Linked DNA regions of Anser cygnoides: regions 2 and 3 are each linked to region 1. Evidence: chromatin contacts called from public Hi-C data. All regions are on one chromosome and are shown on one strand. Each heading gives the region's core, a stretch centred on a gene start, on an enhancer-like site or on the middle of the called end of the contact. The rest is flanking DNA. Distances are from core to core; before and after follow the strand shown.

The links. A called contact is a pair of places that touch in the nucleus more often than the background predicts.
Region 2: a contact with region 1 is called in a Hi-C map of liver, with 2.6 times the contacts expected there. The contact joins two enhancer-like sites. A contact is called at or near these places in 2 of 7 Hi-C or Micro-C datasets (both in liver).
Region 3: a Hi-C map of liver shows a contact between it and region 1, with 2.0 times the contacts expected there. The contact joins two enhancer-like sites. A contact is called at or near these places in 2 of 7 Hi-C or Micro-C datasets (both in liver).

Annotation. Positions count from the first base shown.
Region 1 is chr2:84,847,101-84,849,986 of Taihu_goose_T2T_genome, reverse strand. The region is part of intron 3 of LOC106043852 (a long non-coding RNA gene); the gene reads left to right. Among named protein-coding and RNA genes, the nearest start is that of PRP4K, 12 kb to the left of the region's middle. Within about 2 kb of position 1,441, at least 1 of the 3 cell types and tissues checked has open chromatin away from gene starts, as enhancers often do. A contact at or near this core is called in liver, where this site is marked.
Region 2 is chr2:84,648,182-84,651,067 of Taihu_goose_T2T_genome, reverse strand. All of the region lies in intron 1 of SLC22A23 (solute carrier family 22 member 23), which reads left to right. Among named protein-coding and RNA genes, the nearest start is that of SLC22A23, 8.1 kb to the left of the region's middle. Within about 2 kb of position 1,512, at least 2 of the 3 cell types and tissues checked have open chromatin away from gene starts, as enhancers often do. A contact at or near this core is called in liver, where this site is marked.
Region 3 is chr2:84,665,655-84,668,540 of Taihu_goose_T2T_genome, reverse strand. No RefSeq gene overlaps it. Among named protein-coding and RNA genes, the nearest start is that of SLC22A23, 9.4 kb to the right of the region's middle. Within about 2 kb of position 1,435, at least 1 of the 3 cell types and tissues checked has open chromatin away from gene starts, as enhancers often do. A contact at or near this core is called in liver, where this site is marked.

The sequences.
Region 1 (2,886 bases), core at 192-2,691:
TCATTAAAGAAAAAAGGACACACCGGTATCTGTGGGTAGTTTGCACCACAAACACTGCATGTGATGGGCACTGTCCACAACATCAGAATTCCAAAGTCTGTATTTAAAGCTGTTACTTTTGTTAAGGCATCTCTGCTTAAACTTGTTAAGGAATGATTGAAATAGCTAGAAAATCCAAATAGCTCTACTCTTCTACAAAGCATTTAATCCACTAACAGGGAAAGGTTGTTCTGCTATGTCACTGTGAAAGACGTCCTCTGAATGCATAAAAGTACACTTTTAATTCTGATTTCAATGAATAGAAATGGTAACAAAGAATGTTTTCCCAGTCTGTTAATCAGCACATTATATACATTTGAACTACTGTGCTTGTGTTAGATTCACAAAGATATTACAGAAATCAGCCTCTGCATTTTTGGTCTCTGTTTCATAGTGCTAAAAAAGTTCTGTCTATCCTGTAGGAGCTGAGAATCTAGATCTTTCACAATGTGAAAGCCTTTTTATGATAGCCTTTCCCCATGAGAGAACACAAATGTTTAGGGAAGAGGGGAAAAATTAATGCAAAGAGTTATTCAGGATTGTACTGCTCGCCTTTCAGAGTTGGCTTTCATCTTGAAGCCCACTGTTTAAATCCCAGACTTTTCCTTATAGGCCCTTGGTTTTACTGAGATTATTGTTTTAGCTTTCACACCTTCTATGTATCAAGCACTTCAACAATTCCCCTAAGCACTTTAGTTCCCTCATGCAAATTAAGGGCTTTCATTCTTTAAGCAATGTAAGCTTTATTTCTCTGGTGCAAAGCTTTATTGCTCTGGTGCAAGAAAGTATTAAGCTACACAAATAATTGGGGATTAAGCCAAGTCCCCTTTTGCATCTTTCTTGTTTTGAATCTTATTACGTAAAATAACAGCCGTATGATTCAGTCTGTCTTTTGAATTAGCAGAAATACTTCTACCAGTAGAAGTCTTGAGCATAATATAAACTAATTTCATTGTTTTCTAAAATACTTTGTTTTTAAGATGACAGGACTTCCATTGTCTTCACAAATGTGTCATGAAAATAACTGTGTTTTCATTATAGAGTATTTAAAGAATGAGTAACCCTGTTTATTACATCTAACATGTGAATGTAGTGCGTGTAGTCAGAATTAGTATTTACTTGGTAGTTAATTATTTACAGGTATGATTTGAAAGGGAATTGTTTCATTTTGCTATGTTGATCGATAATCTGGATAGAGGTGTAAGCACCTTTCAAAGCTGCTATAGTTAACTTCCACAGGACAAGGATTTTAAAGTTGTTCTCTGCTTATATTTCTCCCTTTGAAATTATTGTGTTATAGATGTGCATTACAGACTTGTTTGTGAATTTGTGAACAACCGGTGCTTCCTTTGTTTTTGCTGAGGTTTGAGGAACTTTATATGCTTGAGGCATAGAGTTAAATGGTTTTGAGGTATTATAAGCATGGTGTGGGGAAGAATCTGGCAAATCAAGGAATTTGGAACAGTAGATCTACGATCCATAAATGTTTTACAGTTTTGTTTCCTAGGAATCCTCTCTTTGTTTACAAGCACACGTAATTCTGACACACATTATTTTTCCATTTGGATAAATTCCACTTGCAGGCCTGAAAGTGTAACAGGTCATGCCATAGAGAAGGTAGAATCTGTATTTTTCACACAGAGAAAAAATTCCTAAAAAATGTAGGCAGACCATTCAAACAGGAAAATACAACAATCCAATGTGAGCATGCTGCGTTGTGCAGTATTGGCTGCTAGTGAATTACTTCAACACAGGAAGCTATGTCATTCTGGGAATATAAATAACTAGTTGAAAGATAATAAAATAATAACTGAATTACTTGACTGTAGACAGGTCTGATAGGAATCTTTATGCTCTCATCCCTCCCGTAATGATATCAGTATTTCCTATATAAGTAATAAGCTCAAATACTTGTGATAAAAATAATCAAAAACCTGAATTAACATACTAGTTGAGAAATGTCATCTCTTCAGACCACTTATACAGGAAAAATAGATGATGATTTTCCAACTCTGACAAGGTTCATTTCCTTTCTGTCAGGAAGTGTTCTTAAAGTTAGCTTTGCAGAGGCACATGGGAATACGTGCTGGCATCAAAGCCTTTCACTACCGGCACTGTGAGTACTGAACAAGTCTCAAGGCCTCTCTGATACAGCATGTATGAATTTGTACAGGTGGATTACATGTGTCTTTTTTATGTTACCACTTAAATTACTTAAGGAAAAAAAACCAACAACAACAACTGTACAGTCAAATATTGAGTGCTGTTTAAGTCAAATATTTAGTGCTGCTTCTATGCTGTGGAAAGGATCTCTCAAGAAAAGGGGTATTTTTTATTTTTTATCAACTGGTAGTTCTTCTTATGTTGAATATGAAACAAACAGACAAACAAAATCAGATCCTGATTTAAAAAAAAAAAAAGCAAATTTTTAACTAAATTATTTCTGTGGTCTATCCCTTAAGGATATGTTTGTGTTGCTTCCCTGAATATGGGTGTACTTTAGGAAATCCTGGTTTAGGATCTATATTCAGAAGACACTTGTGACAAGGTATAGATATAACAAAGACAAGAACAGCTTGTATCCGTGGCATGTTAACTGAGAAAGGTGTCTTTGCTAGTTTGGAGGGATGTGGACTTGAATCAGATTGCTATTTCTTATTCTCTCTACTGGTACACCATGAGTGGAAAAGAATGGGAATGCCTTTGCAAAACTTTTTAAATCAACTTGCACATTTTTGCATATTTCAAGATTCTTTTTAATATTATAGGTTGATGTTTGCCTGTCTTGGCTATATTCCCTTTCGTTTTCTGGTGTGTTTCCTACTTGAGAGTTCTGTTTTCAGAAGT
Region 2 (2,886 bases), core at 263-2,762, 200 kb after region 1:
GAGCTTTCCAGATGAATTCTAGAGAGCTGCTAAATTTAGAAGAAGCTGAAATATTTAAGCTTTTATGTACTTTGTCTTCTGTTTTCGCCATCAGCCCGCTTCTTTCCATTCGTTTTCCCCTCCACGCTACCTGGCATCCCTGCTTGGAACAACCGCACGCGCCCTCTGGTATGCCTTCCTCCCCTCGTGCTCCTGGCTCGGGGTTATCCTTGAGAAACTGTAGGGTCAATGAGATGAGGCTGAAGCCTTGCTGGAGAAGGCAGCAATCATCTGTGCTGTAGGTGACGTGTAGGAGATGGGAGAATCCTGTCTGAGGAAGGAGATCCTGCAACTTTGCAGCCGTGCTGAGGTTTCCGTGCTGAATTCCCTCAGCGTGGTGTCTCTTGGGCTCCCGTCTGTTCAACTCCAAAATGTGTGCTTGGCTCTAAAAATGTGATTATTTTCTGTTGGCTTTTGCCAGCAGGTGACCTTGTTTGAATTCCCCTGCGAGCGTGGTGCAAGCGCTGCCCTTGGGGCCGCAGCCTGTGCTGGAGAGGTGGTAACGAGAGGCAAGGGCAAAGGTTTTTTGGGGGCAAGGGTCCCATGGAGAAGGCTGGTGCAAGGCGTGTACTTCTCTGTCTGACTGCCAGCATCACGGACATCTTTACCACTCACGCCATCGTTCTGTATGTAATGCTGTCCTCACTGTGGTAGTGCCTGAAAGCCTTCTCGGTAGTGTGTTAAATGATATAAGTGAAGGTCCGTACTGCCAAGGAAAGTTCTTTTCTTTTTTAATCTCTCATCTTATCCCCGGGAGGAAAATTCAATACGTAGTGTAGAGCTTTGTTAGGATTTTTATTCTGTCTTTAATTTACAGCTAGGAGAGAGCCCCAAATGCAGGTTGTCCTACTGAAATGTGAGAACAAAAGACCAGATAAACGAATGTATTCTGATACTAGTTTTTGGGGCACGTGTTCAGGTACACAAGTAACGAGGTTGGGAGAATCAGGAACATTACTTGTAAGGTCTAGAAAACAGCATGTTCACGTTATCCAGCAGCATGTGGTTTATAGTTACTCTTGTGCACTGTTTTCACAGCACCAGGTGGTCTGGTTCCATGAAAGGGGTTTTGGATGGGGCTGGAGGAATTCGTTTTTGGCTCAAGCGCTGTCTCTGTGTTAATGCTCTGGTGCTGCCCAGTCTCCTCTCGGCCTCTGGACCGAAGTCCATGAGCGTGTCTACAATGTCGCAATGTCCCAGCTACAAATATTATTAAGGATAGGGAATGTAAATTACAGTGTAAGACCTTTTCCTCCCCTCTCTCTCCCAGGGCTGTGTAAAATGCTGTCTGCATGAACAATACAAGCTTGACAGACCAGTTTCTTCTCTTCATTTGTGAAGCAAGCTGCATATTTTTATCCCTTCTTCCTTCCCCCTAACATTTAGTTAAGTCTGAATTAATACCAGACCCTTTTTTCCTCTCCCTCTTCTTTTCCGTTTGCCCGGGTTATAGTGACTGTAGACCTCAAATGATGAGCGGGCAGGGTTACAGCGGTGATAACTGCATGTCAAAATTAATTTTTATCTACGGTGACTTTGAGCAAGTATTTCTCATGAGGAAAGGCTTCCTCTCCTTATCTCCTGTTCTCGTCTTCATTTTGGAATTGTATCCCAAGCTTGGCATTTTTGAGGCTTTTCCCCCACTTCAAAAGAAGGCCTAATAAGAGTGTGAATTGGATTTTGCCACACCAGCCCTTTTGAAGTTGTCTATGTGCAGTTTGTTTTAAGCATGTGTTGTCCTGGAAAATGCTGGTCTTCAAAGCGTTAACGTGTTTTTGATTATCAGATGATAGCGAATGTTAATATTTAACTAAAATGTTGTGGGTGGTTTTTTTTTTTTTTTTGGGGGGGGCGGGGCGGGTATGGTTTTTTAAACATATGGCTTCTATTTACAGCGTTTAGGCCAGTTCAAAACACCAATTTGGCAGCTCATTCTACTTCTTATTTAGCTGGGCCATGAAGCCAGGCCCACCAGAAGGTGCCTTGTTCAGCGTAAGGGTGGTCGTCAGCTGAAAACTGAGGGGTGGCACTGGAAAAACATTTTTCCATGTATGACTTGGGCAACTGCTAGTGGGGGGTGATGTTGCCTCGACTTCTCATGTGTCCAAAGGGGTAGGTTTGAAGTTAGTGTGTCCAAAGGGTTAAAGCAAGGAGTAGGTTTTAAGTTAGTCGTTTTTGCGACAGTGACTTCCCAATGATGTCAGAACACATGTAGAAAAGACACTTAATCACAGCGCAGAGATCTAGAAGAGAGATGGAAATATTCTGAATATGAATGTAGCATCCATGAAAGCTGCAAGCAGGATGCTGTATCTCCCGGCGCTTTGATGTTGGATGGCGTTATGGAGTTGGAAAAAGTGAAGCAGATCGCATCAGCTGAGAAAGAAGTTAGTTGACTAATCTTGGTAGGGTGAAGGCTGGAGAAGATCAAAATGTCTCAGAATAAAGAGAACTGCTACTGAAAATAAAAGAAGTGGTGGAGAAGTGGGTGGTATATGGAAGCTACGAAAATTGACTTAATCGTGTTGAGTATTCACAAGACTGTCATATGATTAACAAATCATATTTTAATTGTTAGCGTATTAGTGATGATTATTTACTTAGCAAACTTCCTTCTTCCCTGTCCCAGTGGGGAAAAGAAGCAGATCTGTGATGAGAGCAAGGTTGGGATCAGAAGAAGCTAATTGCTTCTGATTAAAACGTGAAACTGCATGATAGATGAAACTGGTCTAGTTTTGCGTTCTTTCAGATGGCATCCTATCATCTTGGGGTTCTGCTGATGTGCTGGCTGGGTAGCTCGGAGAATCTTTTCTGCCTATGGCATGAAGCAAGGCATGTTTTAGTGCG
Region 3 (2,886 bases), core at 186-2,685, 180 kb after region 1:
TTTTAGGTAATTTCACTTAAAGAAAACAGTAGCCTCTGAACTTTATCCAGCTTGGACTCTGCTCTTCTATTTGTGTTTTTAAAAGAAATAGTGATGAGCTTTGTACCATGCTTACTTTGTCCACCTGTAATAAAACAAGGAAAAGAAGCTTGGTCCCAAGCTTTAAAACTTGCTACGTGTAAACTTCTTCCTTTTTTAGTGTCAGCTACCACTCGATGAGCGCTGCGCTGATTTGCATGTCTGAGTTGTGGATAGGGCAGTTCATTCCTGGCAAAGTGAACAACATAATTAGCTGGATAAAGCTAATAACTAGCTGGACTAGTTATTGGACTAAAGCTAATAACTAACTGGATAAAAGTTTGTCCCCTAAGCGGAAAATAGTGGAAGGATGGGCTTAAGCAGCTAAGAATTAAAAATTAAAATAACTGACTCCAGGAGCGTTTTCCCATAGCAACATGCTTTTAAAAATAATTGAGAGAGGTTAACAGAGAATTGCTGCATAATTATACAGATCCATCCTCATCCCGTGTCAGTGGGTTGTTAATGCCAGAAATGGGGGCGTTGTAGGGGGGCCACACGCATGGGGAACACAACTAAGAGTGCTGTAGAGGAGAAGCTGAACTGGTCACCAGTTAGTCACCTGCTACAGGTAAGGTTACAAAGATAACGAGGAGCCAGTGATGTGAATAGTGAGAATAATCACTTGACACTAAGTTAGGAGATCACAGATAGGTCAACACCACTGTGAAGGCAGCCTAACAGCATCCCTCCTGCCTGAAGACCAGAAATAGTATTAAAGCTAATAAACATACAAGTCTCTTGTCAAAATCCCTCTGGCCAGGAACACTTGATCCCTATGGAAGGGAACTGGACATCAGCAACGTCCTGCCTGAGGTATTTTGGCAGGGCAGCTAAGCTGAGAGATGCACGTGGCTGCTGCCAAGATAGGTTTGGCTTACTTCCTATCTCATTCCAAACAGCCACGACACTGGTGGAGGGAGGCCTTTCATGTTCTCCCACAGCAAGGTCACAAGTGGGAACAATTTACAACATCTGCAGTCACCAGTACAGACTGTTTTTTAAATGCTAGTTACTTTTAACCCGTTGCCCAGTTCATTTCTTCCTGAGAAAGATGGCAGAAACCCTGGCTTGTCCAAAGAGAAATGCAGGTTTTCTAGCAAAAACCAGACTCCTCGCTGCTGATCGAGGCCACTGATGTTGCCTGTTCTGCTCATCCATCAGTGGACCAGCCGAATGGGTACAATGGAGAAGCAAGGAAAGGCCGCAGCAAGAGCTGCAGCACCCACTTCTTGTCCTCTGTTCTTTCGTCTCTTACCCGCAAACAGGAACCTGGTGGGAATGAAAGTTTAATTTTCCTTTCCCCTGTCATCTTATACCAAGTCTGTTTCTTCACAGTATTGCTTACAATTTGCTGTTTCCTTTATTTATTTATTTTTTAAGCCAAACCTCCCCAAGCCAGAAATTCTTACCCAGCTGACTCCCCCCCGGTAGCACTTTTAGTCTCTCCAGGTGTAACCTCTCATTCTCCTCTGGCTGCTGCTGGCAGCTGTTCCCTCCTAGCTATGTGTTTCTAACTAGATGCCTCCAGCTGCAGAAGAATTTGCCTTTTTCTGGCTGGCTGCTGTATTTTCAGGCTCCCCAGGCACAGCAGCATCAGCGGGGAGCAGAAAAGGCTGGGGTAAGTCTGCAGTGGGCCATTTGGTGCAACACACTTGGTAAGGCTGAGGGCTCTCACCTTGCGTGGGCACACTGGGTGAGCAAACATCCCCGTGAGCTGCACGTGCTGGCCGCATCCAAGCTGGTCCTGAGCAAAGCTGGTTGCAACTTCACCCTTTGCTTCAGGCGCAGCGGGCTCTAGGGCTCCAGTGGTGTAAAACGCAGAGCACTTTGGATGAACCCTCCTCCCTTCTGTTTTATTAATTTCAGAAGCTCACGGGCTCCTCGACTTTAGGCTGCGTATGCTCAGGCCAAAAATAAATAAATAAATCGGTGGTTAGGCCTGGAAAGACAAAGTCTGCTGGGCTGACCACGCTGCAGAGCTGTATTTGCACAAGGTGGTCTGGATTCTAAGTAGCAGTGCAAGCCTCTTTTCTCTTGAATCTTCAAATGTTGATAGAAAATATAACAAAAATATTAAATATCGAGTTACGATTTTTTTCCCCACCTTTCTTTCCCCTTTGTTCTTATGGCAGCTATTTTATTTCATAACAATTTTCTTGAGCAAAATCAACATGCTCTTTCTCTGACTTGAACTAATTAATGCTCTTATTTCCCTCTTAAACCATATGTGCACAGTCATGCTTGGTTTGTACGCGGAGAAAAGAGAATATGCTGCTCTGGAAATTTTTGAAAGGCTTTATTGAGGAGAACCCAAACCACGAGCTGAGCTGTGGGCCACTGTTGCAGGTGTCCTCTGTGGGTGGGCAATGAGAGTATCCCACTTGGGCAGGTCAAATTTAGCAAGGTCTGCACTTGGTATCCCAGTAATTCCTGCCTGTGATTTAGGGTACAGCAGCGGTGAATGCCAAATAATGCATAAATAGATGGATGGATAGGATCAAGGATCTTGCTTTTTGTCCCTGTTGTAGCAAGGAATGTTGGCTTTTATTCCAAGATAACCAGTGTTGTAGAGGACAGGAATTGCCTCTTGCTACCACTTTTTCAAAGCCTGGTTCTGCAGCAATGGCTAGTCATACCAGAAATGCTTTCTAGGGTCAGGTATTAGTTACTCAATTATCCTGCTTTGATGGTCACAGTTCTTGAAAGTGGATTTTCCTTCCCTGTCAGATTAGATTGTGATTAACAGCAGATTTGGAGATATAGTCCCACATTGTTTAGCAAAGCATGGATCCAAGAACAGGTGGG